Linked DNA regions of Mus musculus: region 2 is linked to region 1. The links are chromatin contacts, called in public HiChIP or PLAC-seq maps. All regions are on one chromosome and are shown on one strand. The core of a region is the stretch at or near the end of the contact, and the rest is flanking DNA. Distances in the headings are between cores, read along the strand shown.

Region 1 (2,700 bases), core at 45-2,544:
CCTCCACACACATACAAAAGTAAAAATTTGAAAGAGAGCAACAGTATGTATTTCTGCTGCTAACTTGTCAGGTCTTGGAAAGTATCTATGTCAAACAAAACAAAAAACAAACACCCTGACAGACTTGGCTCAGCTCAAGGAAGACTATAGGAGGATTATTGGTGGTTAGATAAAAGCCAGCTTTCCTCAGGAACTTGTGAAATGGGATTCCCTCTGCCAAAAGGAGTCGTGTCCCTTGCCTCTGGCAGAGGGGACATGTGGCTGTCCATTGATACATACCCATGGCTGCAGATCAAAGTCTATGCTGGCCTCCAGGTTTCCTCAGACCCTACTTACACCCCAAAGCCCAGGTTAGCACCCTGGCCCTTGCCACTCCTCCCCCACTTTGCTAACTCCCAGGCTGCCTCCATTCACAGGCTTCCTTCCTCCCAGAAACCAGCCAGCTCTCTATAAGACTTTTTCCCCTTTCCCTCGTATGCTATTCTATACCATACTCCTTGCTACTCTGGCTAGTCTCAAGACTATTCTATGACACACACACACACACACACACACACACACACACACACACACACACACACACCTTTCTCTCTGCTCCCAATAGTGCTGGCCATGTCCAATCTGCTTATTTCTCCCTCTGCTCTGGACTCTTCCAGGTGCCTCTGGATGTTCTCTCTGTCTCTGTCTCTGTCTCTCTGTCTCTGGGCCCCCCACCCCGCCCCCTTGCCCCCCTGCCCCATTCACAATAAAATCTTCCCCCAATCGTGGAGCGGCCAGTTTGGCGGCTTCCTTACTGTGTCATCGCTCACAGTACTCATTTGTGTTGGGCTTATTGACACACTCGTTTTATCATTGGAAAATGCCAGCAATTGCCAAGAGGTCAGTCACAGGCCGATTTCTCCTCCACCAGTCCCTGTCTCCAGACACCACTTGCATCCACCTGCAGGCCTGTAATTGCCTCTCTGGGCTCTCCATCGATTGCTTCCCACACGTTACTGTCCCCTGTCACGTCAAGCGCCCGTTTCCCGCACTTTACTGTCTAGTCAAGGTTTCTTGCGAAACTTTCCGTTTTACTGAGGAGTTGCAATGCCGATGATATCTCTCCTCTGTGATACTCCTCCCTTTCTCTTTAAAATAGGCGTCTTGTTTTCCGTGGGCCTATTTCCTTCTTTGGCCTGTGTGACTTTTCTGGGGATGCGGATCTTTTTCCTTTGAATCCGGCCTGACCTGATCCGGTGGCCCAATTCTACCGCCCACCCGGCGGGAAGCGACTTCATTGCGTCTACCGGTGTCTGGTGCCACCTTGTGGCGAATTCTGAAAAAAAAAATCCATTTGTTCCCACTAGAGAGGAAGCTCCGTGGGCTTCCCGATGAGAGAAAGGGAAAAGCCCAGGCTAGTTTTCCTGGAACCAAGGCTCAGTTGGAGAAAGTCCCCAGGCTTAGACCGGAACATAGAGTTTCTCCATTGTCACTTGCAAGTTTAGCTGCCACCATGTCCTCTCTCTCTGCATTCACTGACACCAGAGCATGTGCCCAGTGGTCCCTTTTCTCTGCCTCTGCTCTACTCTGCAAGCCACTCACCTTTATCCCAGTCGTCCACCCCCCCCCCCCCCCCCGATCATTCAATCTAAAGCATTGTGCATAGTTGGTGAAGTCAGAGCAACATCCCTGTTGACCCAAACTGTAGGTTTGGTTTTGGTTTTCCGGCTCCTGGGACCCTGGTGATTCCTTGCCAGAGTGGGAGGCTCACAAAGAAGATGCAATGTTCACTCCTTGCATCCCTTAGCGAGCAATCGGCAGCCCTGGGAGAGGCCGGAAACTGATCCACACAGAAGAGAACCTGAACAGAAGCCCTCCAGGGACCCGAAATAGCACGAGGTAGCTCTTACCTTTACTCTGCTACCTGAACTGCTCACCTACCACACACTACAGGCCTCGAGATTGCCTAGGGACCTTCAGCAAGTTTTTCATACTTGCTCATCCTAAGGTCGTGCCTGCAGCCGCAGCTGCACAAGGCCCCCCACCCCAGATCAATTTGTCCAAAGTTCAAGGATACTTTTAAGTTTACTTTGAGATCATAAATAAAGCTCCTAGAGAATGCTGAGTCGGGACTTTGGGGGCTCCGTAATTGATTTCAGGGGACAATTTGGGATTCTCTAGGAACAGTGCGCAGCCAGAATGCCACTGTGATTACAAATACTGTCATCTTGCTGGGCAGTGGTGGCGCACGCCTTTAATCCCAACACCTTGGGGGGGGGGGGCAAAGACAGGTGGATTTCTGAGTTTGAGGCCAGCCTGGTCTACAGAGTGAGTTCCAGGACAGCCAAGGCTATACAGAGAAACCCTGTCTCAAAAACAAAACAAAACAAAACAAACAAACAAACAAACAAACACTGTCATCTCAGGCCAGGTGTCCTGGCCCGCGTCTTTAACCCTGTCTGGAAAACAAAACAAAACAAAAACAAAACAAAATAAAACAAAACCAACCAACCGAACAAAAAGAAATAACTGTCATCACTCACAAGAACACACAAGATCAGAAACTGTAGCATTGTGAAGCTTTCACTTTTCAAGGGTTGATCTCAACTTGCTGTGACTCCCCCCTCTTTTTGTTCTCTTGTATTCATTCCCATTTGGGAAAACAACAACAACCACCAAACACCCCCGCACCCATTAAAACCCCTGCAGATTCTACCCTGT
Region 2 (2,700 bases), core at 114-2,613, 420 kb before region 1:
CTGGTACTAGAGACAGGATGAAGGATTATTCTATCAGACTATCCAGTCCTCTTCCCCAAAAGAACCAGAGCTCCTGTTACATACAGGACATTGTGATACCTTTACTGGGGGACCCAGGTTAAGATTTAAGAGACCTCACAGATCATCATCGTGAGAAGGGATGAGCTAAGGCTGTTCCAGCTGGTTACAGTGGCAATGGAACCAGGGTTGCCACCTGCATCAGTGCAATCATGATAAGTGAGCATGTTTGTAATGGGTGTCATGACTCCATTCTGCAAAAGCATTTAGAGGTTTATGGGTCACAGATGCCAAGGAAACTACGTGGCCAATTTGTTCATCCAATAGGATTGGCCTAAAGAAGTATGTTTCCTCTGAGATCAATGGTTTCTTGGAGAAGACTACTTCTTTGCTGCTACTACTAATTCTTGTTGCTGTCAACAAGATCAGTTGAAAGAAAAAAAAATGTGACAATAAATAAAACCCTGATTTTCAAGATCAGGATTATCAGAATACTTTGGGGCCAATCTCAAGACCTACTGGACCAGTTCCTGCATACTCGTGTTTCTTTGTAAACAGATTCACTAAAGTGATAAGCAGAATCAGCTGTACCTTGGTACTTTCAAGAAAACCGTCCAGAAAGCACACTAGTAACTCAACTGCATTACAGATTCTTTCAGCATAATCTCCTACAGTTCATAGCTGCTTGATAATGGGCTCATCCAGGGTTTCAGCTTACAGAGAATGGCAGCGAAATGCTTACACTTGGAGAACTTGCAGAATACGATCCTGATGATAATAACTGCCTCTTGAACAACTTAATTTATACTTTGGTCTGGATTAGATTAAGCAAAGTGCTTACACAGATAGTCTGCTAACTGTCTCAGTGCAATGTCATATTACACAATGGCCTGAACAGCTTTGGAAACAAAATCAAATCCATCTCAGTGGTATGTATTTCTTTAGTTCTGCCAGAACCTGAGCAATGTGCACTCGAGATAGAAGAAGAATCACAATGCGCAACTTCTCTATTTTAACACAGACAGAATCCTTGGTTCTCCAGACAGTGCAGTAACAAGCAAAAGGGAGAACTTCTCCAATAGCCTATTGTGGTAGTTACAGTCTTTGGGTGACGATTCTAGAAATTTCTTTAGAATTTTACTGCTGAGTTGGCATAGTTATCAAGAAGCTACTTCCTGACAGATGCTGAGTTTCTAGGTCATCTTTAGGTGTCTAATTTTATAGACTATCAAGGATGAAAAACAAACAAACAAACAAACAAACAACCTGGCTCCATTCAGTGCACTCATTCAAGGATGTGAGAAGCATGTGGATTTCCTGTTGTTTCCGAGTGAAGAAGTTGCTGATCTCAAACAATGATGCTACAGTATTATTGGTCATCATCACTGGATCTGGATCTGCTATGAGATCCCAAAGAGAATGGAGAAATCCCTCATCTACCATCTGCAGATCAAGATCACGGAATTTTGCCACACAGACTGTTGCCATTTTCTGAACACAGGGATCTTTGCACTTCAAGCATTTATAATCTCTTATCTTGTCCACTTGGATGCCAAGACTCAAATCACAGGACGTGGATCTTCACAAATATGTGGACAGTCATGATGTTCGAGCTTAGGTGACTCTTGGCATAGCTCAGTACATAAAGGCAACCGTTCTAGGGTGCCAGTCTGCATACACTGTATCTGGAAAGAGAAAGCTAACATCTACTTGACAGTCAGTGGCAATCACTATCTTCATATCTTCCTTCTTTTTTTGAGTTTGGCTTTTTATGGGGGGGGGGAACAGTGGTGGTTTGAGACAGGGTCTCTATACATCTCTGGCTGTCTTAGAACTCACTATATAGATCAGGCTGCCCTTAATTCCAGATATTTGCCTGCCTTTGCATCCTCAGTGCTGAGATTAAAAGCCTGTGCCACTATACCTGAGTGAGCTTGGCTTTTGATTTAAAAATGTATCCCTTTCTAACTGGTTATGAAGTACTAGAAATCCGTCATGACTTGGGAGAACATGCACCAGAGGCAAGGGCAAGGAGGCAGGGATAACCAGAGAGGCTAGACAGGGTGACAGCATAACAGGTTCCTTCCCTTTACAATTCTTCCTTATACTATCATTCAATTTATTTTATTTTTGTGATATATTTTTCTAATATCAGGTTTGCTGTACATTTTCCTTCCTTATTTAATTAGAACATTATGCTTCTACAGTTTTTTTGTTTGTTTGGTTGGATTTTTTCTTTTCTTTTTCTTTTTTTTTTTTTTGGTTTTTCGAGACAGGGTTTCCTCTGTGTAGCCCTGGCTGTCCTGGAACTCACTCTGTAGACCAGGCTGGCCTCGAACTCAGAAATCCGCCTGCCTCTGCCTCCCAAGTGCTGCGATTGAAGGCGTGCAACTACCACACTCCAGCTGCTTCTACAGTTTTAAGAATGTAAAAATTGATTAAATATCAGTTATATGTAGCATCAAAACTTAACCTTAGTTACCAAAGTTTCCTACATTTGTTTCTTTTACTGTATTCAGCTTCCACTTTGTTAGAAAACGTCTTCATTGATCTTCAATATATAATATGTAGTTCATAGAAAACTTATCCATTAAAACCCCCACTGTTCCACGCTCTCTATAGAGTTCTTGTTACATAATACAATAAAACTATAAGTTTGCACTTCTTTCTTTTTCTCTCTCT

What was found. HiChIP or PLAC-seq counts read pairs in DNA pulled down with a chosen protein or histone mark.
Region 2: an H3K4me3 HiChIP or PLAC-seq map of microglia shows a contact between it and region 1, with 5 times the contacts expected there. The contact joins two enhancer-like sites. A contact is called at or near these places in 1 of 484 Hi-C or Micro-C datasets (bone marrow-derived macrophages), 5 of 115 datasets of contacts at active chromatin or transcription factors (acute myeloid leukemia, bone marrow-derived macrophages, embryonic stem cells and 2 more) and 1 of 9 other capture datasets (adipose tissue).

What each region holds. Positions count from the first base shown.
Region 1 is chr9:100,452,970-100,455,669 of GRCm38.p6, reverse strand. It overlaps Gm28166 (a long non-coding RNA gene), which reads right to left. Exons shown (of 3, transcript XR_871066.2): 3 at 2,644-2,700. Among named protein-coding and RNA genes, the nearest start is that of Gm28166, 4.4 kb to the right of the region's middle. Within about 2 kb of position 1,294, at least 100 of the 459 cell types and tissues checked have an H3K27ac peak or open chromatin away from gene starts, as enhancers often do. A contact at or near this core is called in microglia, where this site is marked.
Region 2 is chr9:100,874,539-100,877,238 of GRCm38.p6, reverse strand. All of the region lies in intron 14 of Stag1 (stromal antigen 1), which reads right to left. It also overlaps the pseudogene Gm3081. Among named protein-coding and RNA genes, the nearest start is that of Pccb, 160 kb to the left of the region's middle. Within about 2 kb of position 1,363, at least 1 of the 459 cell types and tissues checked has an H3K27ac peak or open chromatin away from gene starts, as enhancers often do. A contact at or near this core is called in microglia, where this site is marked.